Linked DNA regions of Mus musculus: regions 1 and 2 are each linked to region 3. A link is a contact called in public Micro-C and promoter capture Hi-C data. All regions are on one chromosome and are shown on one strand. Each heading gives the region's core, a stretch centred on a gene start, on an enhancer-like site or on the middle of the called end of the contact. The rest is flanking DNA. Distances are from core to core; before and after follow the strand shown.

What was found. Hi-C and Micro-C count contacts between places; a contact is called where the count stands out from the background. Capture Hi-C pulls out chosen DNA fragments and counts their contacts.
Region 1: a Micro-C map of muscle stem cells shows a contact between it and region 3, with 3 times the contacts expected there. The contact joins two enhancer-like sites. A contact is called at or near these places in 2 of 39 promoter capture datasets (the HPC-7 cell line and hematopoietic stem and progenitor cells), 2 of 484 Hi-C or Micro-C datasets (muscle stem cells and myocytes), 3 of 115 datasets of contacts at active chromatin or transcription factors (double positive thymocytes, embryonic stem cells and pancreatic cancer cells) and 2 of 9 other capture datasets (liver and pancreatic islet).
Region 2: a promoter capture Hi-C map of pancreatic islet shows a contact between it and region 3. The contact joins two enhancer-like sites. A contact is called at or near these places in 4 of 115 datasets of contacts at active chromatin or transcription factors (embryonic stem cells and epiblast stem cells) and 2 of 9 other capture datasets (adipose tissue and pancreatic islet).

What each region holds. Positions count from the first base shown.
Region 1 is chr2:31,953,636-31,956,696 of GRCm38.p6, reverse strand. All of the region lies in intron 2 of Aif1l (allograft inflammatory factor 1-like), which reads right to left. Among named protein-coding and RNA genes, the nearest start is that of Aif1l, 4.9 kb to the right of the region's middle. Within about 2 kb of position 1,671, at least 24 of the 459 cell types and tissues checked have an H3K27ac peak or open chromatin away from gene starts, as enhancers often do. A contact at or near this core is called in muscle stem cells and myocytes, where this site is marked.
Region 2 is chr2:32,310,840-32,313,752 of GRCm38.p6, reverse strand. It overlaps Dnm1 (dynamin 1), which reads left to right. Exons shown (of 23, transcript NM_001301737.1): 20 at 828-1,069; 21 at 1,411-1,626. Among named protein-coding and RNA genes, the nearest start is that of Gm23363, 6.0 kb to the left of the region's middle. Within about 2 kb of position 1,317, at least 179 of the 459 cell types and tissues checked have an H3K27ac peak or open chromatin away from gene starts, as enhancers often do. A contact at or near this core is called in pancreatic islet, where this site is marked.
Region 3 is chr2:32,166,443-32,169,507 of GRCm38.p6, reverse strand. All of the region lies in intron 1 of Prrc2b (proline-rich coiled-coil 2B), which reads right to left. Among named protein-coding and RNA genes, the nearest start is that of Prrc2b, 17 kb to the right of the region's middle. Within about 2 kb of position 1,462, at least 324 of the 459 cell types and tissues checked have an H3K27ac peak or open chromatin away from gene starts, as enhancers often do. A contact at or near this core is called in muscle stem cells, myocytes and pancreatic islet, where this site is marked.

The DNA of each region.
Region 1 (3,061 bases), core at 422-2,921, 210 kb after region 3:
TTCCTCCTTGCCTCCAACAAGGTGGCGGTGGCCAGGCCACAAGTTTCAGGGAGAAGGAAGCTAAAAGGGGGTAGGGTAGGGGTCACCCTGAGGCAGCAGGTTATTGAGGAGATTCTGCCCCCATTCAGGGGTACTCCCATGTCCTTTTCCAATCTAGACCATTATCCCCCAAGATAAGTTCTTCAGGAAACTCAAGGGGCCAAAATATGAGGTGACAAGCTTGAAGTGCTAATCTGGCCCCGGGGGAGGCTTGGGAGGGGCAGAATTAACACGTCCACTTAACCTCAGAACCCAGAGGGAGCTTAGAATCTGCCTTGTGCTCCTTGGCCAACAGCTGAGGAAACTGAGGCCCCAGAGGGACCAAGCCCCCTATAGTCATAATGGGTGGGTTCGAGGTGCAGGGCAAAGGGCTAAGAGGAGGAGGGGGTGGAATGGGTCCAGCTGCCTGGTGCTGTCCCAGGCCCTCTATCCCCAGTGCTCTGTGGTTCTGGATGACTTACTTTCTATACTGGACCTAAGCTGCCTCCTTTATAAAATGGGGTCACCGTGATATACACCCTTAGTGGTGTATAAGAAGGCATATATAAAGCTGGCCTTCCTGTCCAGTGTCAGTCACCCAACCCCGCCCTCAGCCACACCCAGAATGCTGTACAAGAGAGGGTCCACCCACATCTCTCTATGTCCTGACGTGATGTCATGAAGACCCCCAGTGGTACCCTCTGGATACCACTCCTCAAAGGCAAGCTTCTCTTTGTCCTCAAACAACTGTCCACCTGTTACTGAGCTGTGTTCCTGTCTCAGCCCCAGGGAACAATGCTGGCAGCCACCACCCTAGCTCCAGGCTGCCTTGGTCAACAACCTGAGACAAACAAGAAAGTCCCTCTCCCGCCACTCCAGCCCCATCCCAAATCTCAAAGGCCAGGCGTTAGTCTTTTTTTGTTTGGGGGTTTTTTTGTTTTTGTTTTGTTTTGGTTTTCGAGACAGGGTTTCACTGTATAGCCCTGGCTGTCCTGGAACTCACTTTGTAGACCAGGCTAGTTTCGAACTCAGAAATCCGCCTGCCTCTGCCTCCCGAGTGCTGGGATTAAAGGCGTGCACCACGTTAGTTTCTTAAGGATTTACAAACAGCTTGGTTGTGGTGGACCTCAGCTGCAGTCTCAGCCCCAAAGAGACACAGATGGGAGGATCAGAAGTTCAGGTCTATCCTCAGCTACAGGGCGAGTTTAAGGCTATCCTGGGTAACACAAGACCATGTCTCAAAATTAAACCAAAACCAAAACAACAAAAAAAGCACCAAAGGCAGGCAGGCCCATGCAGTGTGGGGCCTCCGGAGTCACCCGCCATAGCTCTGATTCAACAACCCCCTTCCTAAACAAGTACGATCCTGACCCTCCAGGCTTGTCTTTCCACATCAGTTACATCAGCTGAGGACACAGGTAGAATACTGCCTCAAATGCTTGAGGCTCTGGGATCCATGCCCAGCGCCACCATAAGAAGAAAAGGCTGCAGCAGATCCTTTGGCTGAGCAAACACTGCCACCCTAGAAGCCAGCCAACGGTGGCCGATGCCCTGTGATGCCAAGGATAGGCAGCACCATGCTGGGAGCCTGTGGGCTCTGACACACTCCACAGGCTCCCAAAAGGGCCAGGGCCAGGCCAAGGCCACAGATGCCCAGCCCAGCCTGGCGAGCAGCAGGAACCTGTAACACGTACCCACAAAGACAACAGGCTCACATTCCCTTCTGGGGCCTTATCCGGACACGGTGTTCTCGCCAGTAGATGGGGCAGCTAAAGAAATACACCCAGTGACCACACGCATAAAGCAGACCTCACAGAAATTCCATCTCCAGCTGCCCGTGACATAGCCACAGCAAGGTCACAACTGGCCAGACCTGCAGGGGACACTGAATCCCCAGAGGCCCACGTGACCCCTTATCACCATCTCCTTTATAATATATTAAGGGGAGAGCAAGAGAGACGGGTGTCCTCAATGCCAACAGGCAAGGACAGAGCAGTACTGCCAGGGACACAGGGAAAGGCACACCGGCATAGTCTCCTGGGTCAAGTCTCAAAGGCCCCATGTGGCTGAGAGAGAAGGCAGGAAACATAGTCACTCTGGACAGAGATCTTCCAACATCCCAGCCCCCTTCCCAGGTGGCAAAGGAGCACTGAGATAACCATTGGGCACCTAAACGGGACAGAGAATACAAGTGACCTTCATTTGACCCAAGAGGGCTGAGACATGGGGACAATAGCCAGAGATCCTTATCCTACATAAGCAAGGAAGGCCTGGGTCACTACAAGGCTGCAGCTGCCTGGTGGACTAAGGCCAGAGCAGGCCACGGGTGATGTCTGGAGTCAGACAGACCTCATCTGAATCCTGCCTCTGCTCTTTCCTTGGCCGAGTAGTCTGGGGAGGCCATTTCCTCGTCATTATGATGGGTATTATCATCCTTGCCCCTGAAGGACATTCAGGGTTCTCTCTGCATGCCTGGCACAAGCGTGATAGAGTGCTCCATTGAGGCGAATCTGTGAGCCGATGCATAGTGAGCACCAGGCATGGAGCATCATCATGCTCACATCCTTGTGTGTGCAAAGATCCCAGCCAGTCACAGGCTCAAGCTGTAGCCCACCCCCCAGCCCCAGGCCACAAGCACTCCGAGGGGTAGCCAGCCCAGCCCCGCAGCTTCTCTCGGTTCCTATGGGAAGATAGAGGAAATTTCTTCTATTGCCATATAAGGCTGGGCCTGGCTGGCCTGGGGTCACCTACCATGCCATCAGGGCGTGGGGAATGCCAGCTATGTGGAGGGAGTAGGAGGCACTTGCCTGGTCCAGTTTGCTCCAGTGGTGCTGACACATACACACCACACAGTGTGGGAGGGGGGCTGGGTGTCCACGAAAGGGGCCACTGAAGCACAGCGCTGAAGCAAACACGTACACATATGAAATCTGAGTCCCACTGTGGCTGGCTCCTCGTCTTGTTTGGTTTGATTCAAGGTTTCCCTCTGTAGCCCAGGCAGGCCTTGGAACTCACAACCTCTCCTGCTCAAGCCTCCTACGCT
Region 2 (2,913 bases), core at 68-2,567, 140 kb before region 3:
GACACTTAAAGTTGAAAAATAAGGTATCTAGGTTGACCCAAACACACGTGTTTGGGAGGAGCTAGAAATCGTGGCTTTTTGAGAATCTCAGATACTGCCTTGAAACACACCTCACCTCACTGCTCCACCACAGACCTGGGGCTGTGACAAAGCAGGCTCCAGGAAGCACAACTCGGGTGGAATGCTGCTGGCTTTCCTACAGATTCCCTATGTGGGTCTGAGTCTATGTAATCTCTGAGTCTGTTTCCCAGTGTGCAAAATATGGCCGTCGATGATAGAGTTGAGGACAGAATGCATATGAGGTGTGGAGCAGCACGAAGCCTGGCCCGTGGTATGTAGTCAGTAGATTTTGGAAAAGGAGTCAGTGAGATTGGAGGAAGCTGCAAAGAAACCAGCAGCTCACAAGATTGTCCCAGACAGGGTGGGATAAGAATGCCTGGGCATTTGAGGTGGGCACTAAACTTCCACTACACACTTGGACACCTGTCACTCAGTACAATGACACATTATAGTTATAGATTTGTTATTTTCTTCCTTAAGGACTCAGGGTAGGCAGTTGTCCTAGTGACAGGCTATATTCTGAGTTTCCTCCCGGATCTGAAGCCTAGGGCAGGTGACTTCCCTATCCCGCTGTGTATTCTTGTCTGAGAAAAGGACATTAAGATGGGATTTGAAGAGACCTGCGAATTTAGGCATCAAGCAGAAGTAGCCATCTGAAATACCAAACCCCAGCTCCCAGTTCTGTACCCAGATCCAGCAGGTCTGGCCTGCGACAAGGTGGCAGGGTCTTCGGGTTCTAGCTTCCTTCCTTCCTTCTCTGTGCACAGACCAAGGAGTTTATCTTCTCTGAGCTGCTGGCCAACCTGTACTCTTGCGGGGACCAGAACACACTGATGGAAGAATCGGCCGAGCAGGCTCAGCGGCGCGACGAGATGCTGCGCATGTACCACGCACTGAAGGAGGCGCTCAGTATTATCGGCGACATCAACACGACCACCGTCAGCACGCCCATGCCCCCGCCCGTGGACGACTCCTGGCTGCAGGTGCAGAGCGTACCGGCCGGACGCAGGTACCAGGGCCGGCCCCCACGGCCCCAAAGCCCCCCAACCCGGGGCCCGCGGGAGGAGGGCCGGGACCAGGCAGTGGCGCGCCGGGGTCTCGGGGGCTCCCACCTGGAGCGAGGGGAGGAGCTTAGAAGAGGGCGGGGCTTATTGCGGGGCGGGGCTTGCCAAGAGCGCTGGCTGCAGGGTGGGTGGCGCCGCTGGGGATCCGGCTTAGGCTCCCACGCTAAGGCCGCTGTGGGCGGGGCTTGCTGCATGGGCGGGGACAGCCTGGGCTGAGGGCGGGGTCTCTGTTGGGGCGGAGCCGCTCATCTCTGCTCCGCGCTTCTTCTGCTCTTGTCGCCGGTAGATCGCCCACGTCCAGCCCCACGCCGCAGCGCCGAGCCCCCGCCGTGCCCCCAGCCCGGCCCGGATCGCGGGGCCCTGCTCCTGGGCCTCCGCCTGCTGGATCCGCCCTGGGGGGGGCGCCCCCCGTGCCCTCCAGGCCGGGGGCTTCCCCTGACCCCTTTGGCCCCCCTCCCCAGGTGCCCTCGCGCCCCAACCGCGCCCCGCCTGGGGTCCCCAGGTGAGTAGGGGCTTAAAGCCCCGGGAAAGGCCGCCAGGCGGGCGTAACCCGGAGGGAGGTAGAGTCGGATAGATCCTCGGCCTAGCAGCAGAAGCGACCCTCTCCATCTTAGGCGTTGGGGTCGTAATGCAAGGCCAAGGGACCTGCGGCCACGGGCAGGCGGTCCTGCCCCGCAGGGGGCGCTGAGTCCCGGAGGTGGTCGTTTCTGGGAAGGGGGCTCTGGGGCTCAAACCACTTGCCCCCTTCTTTTCAGCACTTGCATGGCGCTTCCCTCTTTTTTTCATTTTCTCTCTGTGGCTCCCACACTTTGCATTTCTTAAACCCTTGCCTTCCATCCTCCTCCATTCCACTCTTCACTGACCCGGCCCAGCTCCTGGTGAGCCTAACTCAGGTCTAGGTTTCTGAACCGTGTGGTTTTCTTCAGTTACATTCAGAGCTACCTTGATGCCCCACTTTCCCCAGCTCTGACTCTTTTGAGCTGTCCCAGAATGCTGTTCAGCCTCTGGCCCACAGTGTCAGGCCAGGCTGTGACTGTGTGACCAAGCAAGGTGTGATGATGTGTATGTGGGCGTGCACACGGGTGTGAATGTGAGATCGGCACCCAGGTGCGGACTAGGATAGAAAGCAGCTGGGGATGGGATCTAGGAATGGTGAACAGTCTGGTGGTCTGAAACCAGATGGTGGGTAGGGACAAGGATCAAAGACTACCCTGCTGCTAGAGATCTCCAGGAAAAAGGAATATACTTCATCCCTTGGCTTTGCCTTCTTTATCCATGACTGGCCTTCCAGGAAGCTCACTCTAGTAACCAACTCAGTCTGCCCTGTTTCTGCTGACTGTGGCTGGTCTCTGAGAAAGAACACATGATCTGATAGACCAAAAGCATCTATCTGGGAATCTAGATGACTGAAGGACAGAGCTAGGGGCCTAGCCCCCATACACTAAACGAGGCAGGGATGGGCTTACTCTGTGGGACTCTAATGTCTGGAACAGTTAAGACAGGACTGGGAGTCCAGAAATGCTGGTTCACTTCCCTTAGGCAAGTCATTTTCCCTCTCAGGGCTTTAGTTTCCTTCTAAATACATGTGTGTCCCCTGACATTTCCCCAGGGGAGTGTGAGATTGACAGAGACAGTGGGCTGCTTTACTAATGGTCAATGGTAGGGTGGGGTAGGTTGGAGATTTGTAGAGACTCAATGATATAGGGAGCCATGGAAGGTTCTTGAGCAAAGAAATGACAGCTGGATCCTAAAGTGCAAGCCCTGTCCTTTACGGAGCCCTATGGTAACC
Region 3 (3,065 bases), core at 213-2,712:
TTTCTATAACATCTGTTTTCTTTTTGCACTCGTGATATAGCTTTAATGTTCGTGTGTGTGTGTGTGTGTGTGTGTGTGTGTGTGTGTGTGTGGTGTCCCCAGTACTCACATGAGAGAGCCAAGCATGGCTGGACAAGCCTGCAGTCTCAGCACTAGGAAACTCACCAACCAGCCAACCTGCCCAAAAAGCCCACCTCAGGCTGGGAGACCCTAACTCAGGGCACTAAGGTAGAGCGTGAGAGAAAATGGACACAATATGCTCCCGGCTTTTCACCCCATATACAGCAGATACTCACACGATTACATGCATGCATCGTACAAACAGGTCGCACACAGGCACGCAACTCTCAGATTCATGGGCCATCTCCCATCTCCAGCAAGGCCACCTGGTCGCTCGGAAACACCCGCCATGATGTGACTTGCCTGCCTCCGGGTTTTGCTCTCTATTCTACTACAGGTTTAGGTTCCCAGTTCAAGAGGTCAATGAGGGGTGGTATACAGCTCAGGAGTAGAAAGCTTGCCTAGAACAAACAAAACCCCAAGTATCATCCCAGCACAGCAACAACAACAACTTGTTTTTTAAAAAAAAATTATGGGGTGGGAATAATGGGTCATGTCGTCAATCCCTGCATTTGGCAGATCTGAGTTCAAGACCAACCTGTCTACAGAGAATTGAAGGTTAGCTAGGGCTGCATAGTGAACATGTATCTAAAAAATAAGTGAAGAAAATAAGGGCAGTGATGGCACACACCTTTAGTCCCAGCACTTGGGAGGCAAAACAGGCAGAACTCTGTGAGTTCAAGGCCAGCCTGGTCTACAGAGTGAGTTCCAAGACAGCCAAGGCTACAGAGAAAACCTGTCTCAAAAAACAAATCACCAAACCCGAACTCACAGAGGCTAAGACTGAATGGACAATCAGGGAGCCTGCATGGATCTAACCTAGACCATCTGTATATGCTAACGTCGTGTAGCTTGGTGTTTTTGTGCGGCACCTAACAGAGAACACGGGCTGTTTCTGACATGTTTGCCTGCTTGTGCCTAATCTTTGCAACTTGCTATGCCATGTTTGGTTGACAACCTGGGAGGCCTGCCCTTTTCTCAAAGGAGGCGTGGATGGGGAGGAGGAGGTGGGGGGACGGAGGAGGTTAGGAACAGAGAGAGGGTGGGGAAACTGTGGTCTGGATATAATATATGAAAGGATAAATTAATTTTTAAAAAAAGAAAGAAAAATTTAAAAAGAGTAATTTAAAAAAGAGGAAAAAGAAAAATACCATCCACGAAGCTCACACAGCATTGTACCCCAGTTCTAAATAGATTTGCTATTTGTGTAGATGTGTATAAGGGAAATTTTAAAAAGGAACTAGAGAGACAGACAAGCAGAGGAACACTTGGGGCCGCCATCCCGCCACCTGCAGCTGTCCCTGAGCCCTGCAGCTGTGACTGTTTACACCCCAGGCCTCTCTGTGGATGACGTCACCCACAGCAAGCTGGGATCTGGGCAAACAGGAATGCGGTTGTGGGCCTCAGGCAGGAAGCAACTTTCTCATCGAGGGAGAAAGCAGTCCTGTCTACCACTGAGTCCCTGCTGCCTCGGCTCAACCCAACTCAGCACAGAAAGGCAGACCCAGGAGTGATGTTACCCCAGTAACCACCCGATCCTCTGGGAATTCTATGCCACAAAGATGAAGTGGGGACAAACTCCGTGCAAAGGCTTCTGTGTCAAAACACAGAGGAGCCAGGGAGTGGAGATGGGACAGGTGGCTACTTCACAGCCACCGCCAGGTGACAATGCCAACCCCCAGATGAACGCAGAGCCTGTGCTACAGAAAGCTTCAACTGCTATACCAGGCTGGGCTCAGGGGGGTGGGCAGGCATTGTGAGAAGACTGCGACCAGCGGCTTCCTCCTGAGACTCTGTGCTCAGCGGCAGACCTCTCAATCAGAACCATGAACAGAAGGGCAGTGCCGCCGAGGCTGGCTCACAAAATACTCCAGTTGCTGTGTCACGCACACATGTGCACTCATCTCAAATGGCCACTAGTCCCATCGGCTGGACTCAGAGCAACACCACCCAGACATCCAGCGGTGTCCTGCTGAAGGACCACCTACTCTTCTAGAACTCTTCCAGAAGACGAGAGAGAACCCGAAATCCAGCGGCAATTTTGGTGGCAGCAGACTGACATGCCACAAGATGAGGGCTGTTACTCAGAAGGAACACACCCTGGGATGCCAGGAAGTAGCGGCTGCCTCAGAATCAGAAAGGCCCAGGAATGAGCCTGTCAGACTCCCTACAGAGTACCCTGGCTAAGAGAGGTCAAAGGGCACGGGGACAGTAAAGGGTACAAAGTAAAAAAAGGAAGCTAAGCAAGAGAAACCAGGAGGGGGCTACCACACCCTGCGTCCTCTCCCCACATCTTAGCCAAGCAGAAGTATGCTCTAGCAGCACACACACACACACACACACACACACACACTTATTCAACCTCTCCCCCTGCCTCACATTAAATCAAGAGTGGAAGAAATCATAAAATTAAAAACCCAAGAAAAATTCCTGGAGTTGAGAAACCAGAGACTAATCCAAGACACAGAAAGATCACACAATGACACCGGGAGAACAGGTGACATCGGGCGTGTTTTCTCTGAGTCTGCCTCAGCCCCAGAAGAGCCCCCTTAGAATGAAAGGAAGCAACGACTCCCAACCCTCGACAGTTTCCGGTGAGAGTCACCATGGAGACCAGCCTCTGGGCGTGTCCGAGGGAATTTCTAGATTAGGGTGGCAGCATCCCAAGGGCTGGGGTCCTGGACTGAAGAACTGAATAGCAGAATTCATCTCATGCTTTTTCCTGGCTACAATGCACCGTGACTTCACACTCTTACCACCATGACTGCCTCGTTGTAACACATCACACCCTTCAACTGGGAGCTTTGATTGCAGCACAGGGAGGTCGCTAATGCAGACCTAACAGCCAGCAGCCCTTATGGGAAGAAAGAATCCTTTCAGACTCATAGGTTCCTTCACCCCTCAAAAGGTGTCCACATGCCAGGCATGGTGGCACACGCCTTTAA